Regions from separate parts of the Mus musculus genome. Here region 1 is linked to region 2. The links are chromatin contacts, called in public Hi-C maps. All regions are on one chromosome and are shown on one strand. The core of a region is the stretch at or near the end of the contact, and the rest is flanking DNA. Distances in the headings are between cores, read along the strand shown. Region 1 has its middle 76 kb from the start of Gm31278. Region 2 overlaps Wwox (WW domain-containing oxidoreductase).

Region 1 (5,764 bases), core at 3,209-5,708, 1.3 Mb after region 2:
GAATTATTGTTGTAAGCTTCGGGCACATAGAGACCAGCAACAGATCCAGTTGGCAATTCAAGTATATCCAGCCCCTGACTGTATCCCCTGCAACTCAGTTCCCATCATCACCACACCAGACCTGTGGCTGTTCCATCACTTTTATCTTTGTACATCCAGAGAATGTGCTCACTGCAGCAACCTGAGTGATCGCCTTCTAACCTAAGCTCGATCAAGTCCCTTGCTTTGTCCAAGAAACTCTGACTGTCCTCATATGTTATTCAGAGAAGTCTATGCTCTGTGCAATGGCTTTAAGTGGCTTGAACTCTCTTAACCTCTTAGATTTCTATCTCCAATTATCATTCCCTGATATTGCTCAAATCCAGCCACCAGCCTCTTTGCTACATCATTAAACCACACCCCACTTTATGACAAGATATGTCTTGCCTGGATCTATAGAGGTCACATGGTTATTTACCTACCTGTTGCCAGTCTTAGCTCAAGTCCTGCCTGTTCATTAAAAGTTAAATACACTATATCAAACTGAACCACCCTCCACTTCTGATCTCCTTATCTTTTTTCATACCAGTCATTACTCATTTGCTCATTTGATGCATCAGTTACTGTCTCCTCTATAGCATGTAGGCCATATGAGAGTGATGGTATTTAATAAAGAATATATGCTGAGCAATTAGAATGGTTCCCAATGCATAGTAGTTGCTTAGTGAATAGGTATGAAGTAGTGCATCAGATGGTCCCATTTTGCAAAACTCTCTCTGGAAGGGAGTCCAAATAGACCCAGTAGCTAGCGCATAGAATGAGTTTATCAAACAGGTGAGGCTGCTCAGATGAAAATGATGAAAGCCCAAGGCAGTGATGGTCCAAAATGATGGTGCAGCTACACGTGGGGTTGGGGTTAAGCAGTGAAACACACACACACACACACACACACACACACACACACACACACACACTGCATAACGGTTTGTAAATGAAATTGGTAGCTCTAGGGATCAGGGCTGAGAGGGTAAAATGCAGATGGTTGGAGTAGAGGAAACATGCTCAGAAGGTTAGCAAAATAGTGGGTGTGAATGGTAAAGGTTATGGCCAGACAGGGCCATTTCAACCTATTTTAAAACACTAACAAATGAAAACAGAACTAACTTATAGAACTGCTTAATAAATAGACACAGGAAAATCCTAAAGCTATTTTGAGTTGTTGGTAAAAGGGCATAGAGTTAGAATGGAGTATTTTCAGCATGTAAAGTGCAAATAGCTAGAGTCATATGAAAGTAAAACTTGATATGAATGATGGGAAGATCTGCTGGTAATAAATAAATAAATAAATAAATAAAATAGTGTGTTTACATTCTGTCATAGGAAAGACTTAGAATTTAACAATGTTTTTCAGAAAGCAGTAGTCATGAGTATAAGCATAAGGAAATATATTATTTTACCTGTCAAATAAAAAGTTAATTAAAAAAATATATGTCTTCCCCCAAAATATCAACTTCAAGGAGTGTACAGAGACACATGCACTCAATACCAAGGCACACTAGAGCTCACACAATGCCTTTGAAAATAAAATTATAAAGTTAATCAGGATGTTAAAACATCCCCGTGTTTCTGGCCAGCAGTACTACTTCTAGAAGTAAATGCCAAGAAAAATTCATAAATGTGGACAGAGATTTATAGGAAAGATTCAGTATGAGGGAAACCAAAATCCCTGAAAAATACTCTAATGATTCCATAGAGCACAGCATCTCCACACAGCAGAATGGCAGATAGCCATCGGCAATCCCATTTCTAGAGGATGCTGATGCCATGGGAACTGCTATGCTGTGAGGAGGTCACATGAAGGTCAAAGCGAGAGGGGACAGCGCCATGAGGGCATACCTCTCAAGCACAATTGCTTAAACTTGCCACACTATGTTTTATTTCATGCCTACCAGGGCTGTCAAACCATTCAATGAGAGGTCTGGAGTTAAAAGTATAGGATGCTCTTGCTAAGGACCTGAGCTCAGTTCCCAGCGCCCCATGTTACGTGGCTCAACGATCACATGTTATTCCAACTCCAGGGGACAGGATCCCTTCTTGAGTCACTCTACCATTGAACCACACATTCAATCCTTAGAATGTTTCAAACCCTAAATTCTTTGACATGTAAGTCTGTAGTCACGAGCCATTAGGTATAAGAAAACAGTTGCTAGGGTATATATGAGTAACCCATCTAAAACAACATGACTCTAACTTATTATTCTCCTCTATATGAAAATATCAATGATATTTGCTTGCCTTTTAAATTCAATGAATACTGTTATTTTAAAGATTTATTTACATATGTGCATGTGCTACCTGTGTGCCCCAAGTGAGCCATATGTATGCCACATGTATGCCAGGTACCTATGGAGGCTCGAAGATTTGGACTTTGATGAAACTGTCACTTGGGTCTGTTATCAGAGATCTATCTAAGGTAAGATGTTGGTTCCTGTCAGGAAAAGTCTCCCAAGTTCACCCAAGTTTTGTTTCCTATCCCTTCCCTCCCCGTCCTGTTTGCTGTACAGCAGGCCACGGCTGAGAGGCAGAGCAGAGTTCTTTGGATATAAAGCATTCACATAAAACTGGCCAAGCAGAAGTTACCCCCACTGCACACTTCTCCCAACTTGCTTATCCAATGTCTCTCTGGGACCTATGAGAAGACCCACAACAGGTGTGGAGCTGAACTGGAGGATGGGTGGCACAGAAGGGGGGAGGAGAAGGGGGAGAGAGAGGGAAGAGAAGAGATGAGGAGAGGAAGAAGAGAAGAGGAAGAGGGGGACAAAAAGGAAGAAGAAGGAGGAAAAGGGGAAGGGGAAGGGGAAGGCAGAAGCATCCAGGTATGTATGGAAGCCTGAGTTTATCCAAACCAAGACAAAGGGATAGCATGAAACCTCTGGACAGCTGTTCTTGCATCTCTACATTCTGGGGTATGGTTTGGGTTATGTACGTATGATTTAGATTAAATCCAAGGCCTACCTTTAACATTCTTATGGACTCTGTGCACAGTCACGATTGCGCAAACATAAGAGCTAGCAGAAGAGGAATGTATACTCCCTTCTTCTGTGAAGAGCGTCTCAGGAGTCATTTACAGGACTGTTCCAGAAGCCTGTGACCTGACCCATAATAGACATCCAACAGATACACCCTTCCCCATGTGTCCTTGCCTGGCTGGCTCCTCAAGGTTTTGAGCATCTCCAATGTAGATAGAGTTGAGATTACAAATCTGCAAATAAGAAAGAGGAGGAGTAAGAGAAGGAGGGAAGAAGGATGAAGAGAAGGTAGTGGTAGGGGAATAAGAAAAGGAGGGAGGACATTAAAATATACAGAGCAAGCATAGTGCTGCCAAGTGTGTTTCTCACACATCCCTGACAACTACCCATGAGGAAGACATCATCAGACTCATGAAACTGTAGAGGAGCCGAGACGTCGGAAAAGGGAATCTTCACTGCTTTGGCTCCAGACACCTAAGTCACCGAAGTCTGCCTAGATTCCAATTTCCTAGTTTGCATTTTATCACCTTGCACCCAGGACCTCAAGTCTGGTCTGAACTGTCTCATCCCATAATAGTCTTTGTCACCAAAAACATCCAGAAAGAGGAAGTAAACGAGAAAGCATATGACCTTAGTCTCACTCACCCAGATTTAGACAGAGAGGAAAGCATTGCAAGAGATGACACCAGAGCTCACTGTTTCCAGGGAGGGACACACTTGAAGAGACAGAGGCTGAGACTCTACTGCAGACACTGCTGACAGCTCTCTGGGGAATGCTGAGTAACAACTCCAGTCTCTGACCCTCAATATCCTCACCTACAGACTGAGCATTTGGATGACTCCGGGACACAGAAGCCCCCATCTCCAACATATATGTCATCCTAGGCCCTACGTTCCAGATAGCAAGCTGAAATCTGGGGAACCTGTATTTTTTTCAGGCCCTCAGACACAACTCTGTCTCCTCCATGTAGCCTAAACCAGAGATAAAAGTTAAGAAACTTGACTCTATGGGCTAGAGAGGGGCTCTGTGGTTTAAAGTGGCTACTGCTCTTACAGAAGGCCCGTTTGGTTCGGTATATCCATATTGGGCAGCTCACTCCCTCCTGTAACTTCAGCTCTACTGGAGTCAGCTCCCTCTTCTGGCTTTCATGGGAACCTACGTGCATATGTACAGCGTGTGTGTGTGTGTGTGTGTGTGTGTGTGTGTGTGTGTGTACAAGAACAAATTGAAAAATTGAAAAAAAAATTTTAAATAAAAATAAAATAAGGAAACTTGAATGGAGAAGGGACAGAACGCATCCCTGATCAGCTTCAGCCAAGCGAGGATTATTCTGCAGTTTCTATTTGCCAAAGGAAAATTACATTCCACAACACCCAGAGGAGGAGGTGAAGGGAGGAAGCTGCTGCTTCCAATGAGGACTTCATTCCAGAAATCCCACATACTGGCCTCACAAGAGCCCTAGTGTGATAAAGAGATGACTATTTCGGATGAGAGGATCCAGTCCTCCGGGAGAGGTGGGAGGAGGACAAGGCCAGGGCTCACTCCCAGGGAAGTGCAGCTCAGCCCTCAATTGCGATATGGATACTGCATTTCCAGGGTAATGACTTCAACCTGGTGGAGCCAAAAACCTGTCGCCATTAAGTATGTTTTCAATTGGGAAATGGAAGCACATAGGTGCTGGCAGCAACACAGGAAAGCAAGTCTTCATTAGAGCCTGAGAGTTCACGCCCACATCTGGGCCGGGCGGTGCGGCCGCTGCCAGGCCTGGCACAAGCTTGTGCCATCTCTCAGCCTCAGAAGTCAGAATGGGAGGACACCATTTTCTCAGTAAATTTCCGGGTTTTAAAAACAACTGCCAGGACATGGGGAAATGGCTCAGTCAGTAAAGAGTTTGCTATGGAAGCATGACAAAGCAAGCTCAAGTCCCTAGAACCTCTGTATGAAATCTGGGCACAGTGGGACATGCCTGTAATTTCTGCTCTGGGGAGGTGGAGACCGAACCCAGCTGATTCAGGTAAGAAACTCTGTCTCAAAAACTAAAGGAGAGAACTACTGAGGTAGATGCTTTTCCTAGTTTCATTTCCATTGCTGTTTTCATCCTGAACAGAAAATAACACAACACAAAACAAAACAAGCAAACAAAAACAAACAAACAACAACAACAAAAAAAAAAAAACCAAAGAGGTGAAAGGGTCTTATACTTACAAACTATAATTCATTATTTTGGGAAAGTCAAAGTAAAGATGTACAAGTCAGGAGTGATCAATGAATGCATCCTTGTTTCCTTGCTCCCAGCTAGCTTTCTCCTCTGTTATAGTTTCAGAACTCACTGCCTACGGGATGGTGCCACCCACAATGGACTGTGTCTTCTACATCAATCACCAATCAGGCCATGCTTAGAAGTCAACCTAACCTAGATAATTCTTTATAAAGACTTGCTTCTCAGGTGATTCTAGAGTGTGTCAAGTTGGCAGTGAAAACCAAACCAGCACAGTACCTAACGTCAACCTCTAGCCTAAGCAAACACACACATATATGAACACACAAATGAACATATAACATGCATATATATATATATATATATATATATATGCCATAAAATCTGTTATTCCCATTTTCAACTGAACATAAGTTTTTCCTGATACCGCACATTTCTGAACACTCTACCCACAGCTCTCAACCTTCCACCTATGAGCCTAGGAAGACAGAACTGAGCACCCAAGTGAGTCTCCAACACTATTTCCTGTATATCCTT
Region 2 (5,316 bases), core at 168-2,667:
GTGCATGCGTGTGTGTATGTATGTATATATATACATATATATATATATATATATATGTATATATATATATATATATATTCCCAGTTATGAATATGAGTGTGTACCACAGCTTGAAGCTTTTAAAAATAACATTTTCCATCCCACTATACAAAAATATTTTTGAGGTGGTCGTCATTTTATTTGGGCCATGGTCTTTGGAGACTTGGGACAATAATATACTCCTTTCTATCTTATGCAAATATATGCAGATCTTAAAGCATTCATGCATGTATTACACACTTTATAAATCCGAGTAATAGAAATGGTTGTGTCTATAAATAGGTAGAATAAGGAGTATACATTCTGTATAAAATAACCTCTGTGGTATTTGTTTACCCTGATTTTTTTTTTTTTTGATTTATGAGTCGTCACTGCTCACTATAGAAGAAAGAAAATAAATATGCAAAAACACTGCTGGACTTTTAATGGGGTGCCTTCCTGTCTTAGCTCAGTGTTTCTCTACGGAAGCTGACCTTGAAGCTGCTTTTCAAACACAAGTCAAAATATGCAAATTCCAGAATATCTGGATGAGAATCCTGTGTTGAGAGTTTTTCAAATTCACATTTTTTTGCATCATTTTTATCTCATAGGCTGTCTTTCACCTGCTCGAAATCCATCTCCACCTGACTGGGAGGAATGTGGGGGTTCTTCCAGTGTGCCAATCCTCTCAGTGAGATTTTTTTTCCTTTGCTAAATAACCCACGACTTCTAGAATCAACAGTATTCCCTAGTGCAGGGTACCCCCATTCAAACTCTTTTTTCTCAAGTCACGGTTTTCTAATTAGTATGTAAAATCATAGGGTTCAATGTGGCTTCTTCATTCATCCTTAATTTTGGATCACCCCCACCCCATGCACTCTCCCCCCTGCCTCAGTTCCCACGCTCATCCCCGTTCATGCCCGCATATCCCCTCCCTCCCTGTTTTCAGATCACAGACGTTCTTCCTCTGTCTTGCACTCAGAGCCTCTTCTCCCCACCCTACGTTCCCTTTCTTTCTTCTAAGTTTGTACACACATTCCAAGTTCAACAGAGGAAGCTAAAATGATTCGGTGGGGGCTGGGAGAACATGGTTGCTCATCATTCTGGCCCTGGACCACCTCGCTCAGTATAATGTACTCCACTTCCATCTGTTTTCCTGCAAATCCATAACTTTATTTTTCTTTGCCTCTGAGTAAAGTTCTGTTGTGTTAAAGTATCCCATAGCCAGTGTCCATCCATCAGGTGACGGCATCTAGGGTGATTCTTTAAAAAAAAAAAAGTACTTTTTAATGATCATAAAATATTTCTTGCCCGGTGGCCTTAAGTTCTTTCCTTTTCACTGTGCACGCCAGCTAGGGTCTGTGCGTCATTGTACTCTGCCTTTTGTCTCATCCCTCAGAGTCTTTGGTGAGGAGCGGCTCTCCTCTAGTAAGTCACATGGTACAGGCATTTGTAGTCTGTCTTCATGTTGGTACTGTCCATTTCACTGGATCCCAGAGAAACCACTTTCTGTCCCCTGCTCGTATTTCATCAGAGTCTCACGGAGTCTCCGTGACATGGGGGCATATATATCACCGTCGTCTTCTTATGACCAGGAAGACTCACAACCATGAATTTCACTGAAGTTTATGATTGGTCCCTGACTGCTTCTGCCATCACATTTGGCAGAGAATCCTCTTCTTGCAGTTACACGAACAAACAGATATCCTGAACCGTTGCACGAATGAATAGGAAATATACCGGTTCCCAAGGACAAATCTCTCATGTGCTAGAGAGCGACTCCGGGGCAAAATGTTTTGTTGTGCTGTTGCTGGAGGATTGGGGCCATGCTGTAATTAATGCTACCTGTAGCAAAAGGACCTCAAAGATGTTGGGAGTGTTGATTATGTCTTCATTTTGTTTGTTCAAGTTTCCCTGCTTTGGAAACTCTGTGACCATTGCCACATAAAGCTCTGGAGATAGAGCATTAACGGCTGTTCCATGTAAGGGCATTGTAACTTCTCCAAACACAGTCCCTCCTCCTCCTCCTCCTCCTCCTCCTCCTCCTCCTCCCTCCCTCCCTCCCTCCCTCCCTCCCTCTCTCTCTCTCTCTCTCTCTCTCTCTCTCTCTCTCTCTCTCTCTGTCACTCTCTCATCAACACCAGATGAAAACATTATTGGATTCAGGAGTTCACAGGAGTCCTGGGTGTAGCTGGGGACTGGTGGAATAGATTTATGAAATGGACCATTTCAAATGGCATTATCTTCCCACAGTGAGGTACACCTTTCATAAATCATGGGCGAGTGCTCAGAAACCCAGCATTTGTTATTCCTGCGGTAGCATGTCTTTGCAACTCCCCCCTCACCACCCCCACCCCCGGGCCTTGCAGAGGAGGAGACTGGCTGGGGTTTGCCTTCCCTAGGTTTGAAAAGGCAATTAATCCCGTTACAGTGAAATTGCCGAAGAAGGAAAAATGATAACCAAACAGAAGAGTACTCCATAGCAGCCAAGGAGAGGGTTTTTGTTTTTGCTTCTTGGTTTTCTTTTTGTTTATTTAGGCCTGAATTAATTATGGCACGAACTTAATTACTTATTTTTTTTTTTGGCGAGTTTTCACCATAATCTTTGTGTTGTATTAGGATGAAGTGGATAAGCAAGGAGGGGCTGAAAAACGAGCGGCCGGGTGCTGGCTGAGCTCGCCTTTCCTCTGTCACCAAGTGGCCCCTGGAGACCTGTCCTGGAATGTACCCGTGGTTGGTCACATTGTGCATGATTGCATCTGTAACATGGGGGCCTCCTTCCTTTCCAGTAGCCAGATCTGACTGACAGGGAGAGGCACATAGGATTCTTTCTCGTGTACCCAGGACGCCATAAGTGTAGCCAATGGTAGTTGGTCTCCATAGAGCACCCAGTTCCTCACATGCTACCCCACTTGTTCCCTGCACCGCCAGCCCAGGATGAAAAACTGCCCTTTGGTAGAAATGAATGAAGGGCCTCAATCCTGCCTGATTAAGATAACGTTCCCTTCTCTGTGCTCCTTTCATGTTCTGGAGAGCAGCTGGAAGCCAATGGTCACTTTCCCCAAGTCACGACAGCAATAAAGAAGAAAAATTGGTATCTTTTCTCCACCCCCTTCTCTTACCAATCTGTCTTTGAATTAAGAATGAATTAGTAATCCGCATACCAAAATATATCCCATTAGACACTTGAGGAAAAAAATGTTACTATTTATTTATTTTGAGACAGGGACTCACTCTATACTCCAATCCAGCCACAAAGAGAGCTATCCCTCTGCCTCCGCTTTATAGCTCTGGGATTGCAGGCGTGAGCACCGTGTCAAGCTAAAAAGTTAAATTTTAAAAGCAGTTCCATCTCAGGCAGTTGGAAGCATCTTTTATTTCTCCCCTTGCATAAGTAACCTGAGAAAATGGCGAAGAGAATGCTTACTCGACCTCAGATTCCATGACCTGAACTCAGTGGTCACTTTAAGGGTTTCCATTTTAATGGAAAACCCCCTCATTGAGATTTGTGGAGGTGTCCCTGTGCAGGCAGAGAAGCTCTAGAAAGTGAGAGGTCTATTCACACACTTCAGTTCTCGCCACTTGCCTGGAAGGGATGAATTCCAAAGCCTGTGGCTGAGGTCCCAGGTCAAGAACAGCCCTTAGAAGATGGTCTTTGTTGTCTTTTTTTCCCCCCTGCCTATCTACCCACTCCTCTTACCCAGGCATAGGAGATGTCCATTTGCAAGCATATATTAGCATACTCTTTTGGGTTCACGTCAGAGCAGCTTCAATGTGGAGCCTGCCCGTCGTTCCCTTAGTCCTTTTAATTCTGTCTCCAATTTGGTAAGATGAAGACAGTGAGGGCAACTCCTCAAAATTGCTAGGGAAGGTCAGCCACTTGTGGCCGGGTCGGGGGGGGGGGTTCACATTACCGTTTGTCTCTGATTAATTTTGTTGCAGCCAAAGCAAGTTTGGTAACTACCTATATAACCTCGAAGTCGATGGGCTGAACTGGATGGTTCTCACCCTAAGACACAGAGGGGGGAACTTCCTTCTGTTGAGATTTGTTGAAGCGTCTCGGTGGAAGTAAACCTGAGCCAGAACTCAAGAGATCTATTCGTGCACTCCTGTCCATTTGCCCAGAAGGGATTAATTTTAAATCTCGCGGTTGAGGTCCCAGGTCAAGAACAGCTCACAGAAGATGTAACCTGAATTCAGTGACTTTTTTTTTCTTCCCAATTTAGAAATTATGGCAGGCCCCTGATCCAGTGGCCCGATTGAGAAAGTATGAGATGAGGGTTTCCATCTCGCCTTATTCAGGGAAGGTCATCTGATGACATCCCAGGGACCCCAGGACGACTCTGATGCTTATAAAACAGGCCCTTGACGTAACCCTTATCAATAAATGACCATGGACACCCCCCCCAAGGATGGAAGGTGCAATCTTGACCCCAATCATTGACCTAGATCCACAGCAGAGCGAGGGAATCCTGCCTCCTAGGTTACAGTCCCTGCAGGGCCTGAGGGTTGATTTTGTTTTTAAGGATTCTTTTAAAGTTAGAATTTTTTGGCCCTTCCTGTAGGCCTTTCTCTTTCTCCCCTCTATTTTCCTAAAACCTCTCTGATTTATTTTATTTATTGCTTTTTCAATATCTGGAGTGTTACAGTTCTTCAGGGCTCGTGCTGAGTGTACGTTAGGTTGTCCATGTTGTGTTGTCCGTTTTCAGAAGCTGGCCTTGGCAGACGTGGGCTGGACAAAGACTCAGTTCCAAGCTACTGGATCCGGAGTCAATCCTGGCTTTTAATTTAATATCTCCCATGACCTTGAATGTATCATTTGGTATTAATTTTCTCATCTGTTCCTCTGGGCTACTTAATATCTCTCACCTTTCTCACAAGCTTCTTGGGCAGCAGAACTGTATAGTGCTCTAGATGAATCTGCACACTAGGAATGCACAGTGAGATAATTGAGTTATTTATGTAAGACAATGATTCAAGAAATTCTTCAAATAGCTGCACTTTTCATTTCCTCCTCTAAGAACGGAGAGACAGCTGAGGCCATTTTCCCTCCTGATTTTAAATCGGAAACACATCCTTCCTTTGAGATCACATTTACCTGTGCATGTGTGTGCACTCATGTGCACACATGGAGGTCAGGGACAATTGGAAGTCTGTTCTCTCAATCCAGCATGTGGCTCCTGGGAATCAAACTCAGGCCCTCAGGCTTAGTGGCAAGTGCCCTTTACCACTGAGCCATCTTGCCTGTCCCCTAGAAAATTCTTAACACATATTTATTTCAAAAGGAGAATGGCCTTC

What was found. Hi-C and Micro-C count contacts between places; a contact is called where the count stands out from the background.
Region 1: a Hi-C map of uterus shows a contact between it and region 2, with 2.6 times the contacts expected there. The contact joins two enhancer-like sites. A contact is called at or near these places in 1 of 15 datasets of contacts at CTCF or cohesin (large pre-B cells), 23 of 484 Hi-C or Micro-C datasets (CD4 T cells, LSK cells, adipose-derived mesenchymal stem cells and 16 more) and 1 of 115 datasets of contacts at active chromatin or transcription factors (bone marrow-derived dendritic cells).

Annotation. Positions count from the first base shown.
Region 1 is chr8:116,425,708-116,431,471 of GRCm38.p6, forward strand. No RefSeq gene overlaps it. Among named protein-coding and RNA genes, the nearest start is that of Gm31278, 76 kb to the left of the region's middle. Within about 2 kb of position 4,459, at least 29 of the 459 cell types and tissues checked have an H3K27ac peak or open chromatin away from gene starts, as enhancers often do. A contact at or near this core is called in uterus, where this site is marked.
Region 2 is chr8:115,104,539-115,109,854 of GRCm38.p6, forward strand. All of the region lies in intron 8 of Wwox (WW domain-containing oxidoreductase), which reads left to right. Among named protein-coding and RNA genes, the nearest start is that of Gm39257, 150 kb to the left of the region's middle. Within about 2 kb of position 1,418, at least 2 of the 459 cell types and tissues checked have an H3K27ac peak or open chromatin away from gene starts, as enhancers often do. A contact at or near this core is called in uterus, where this site is marked.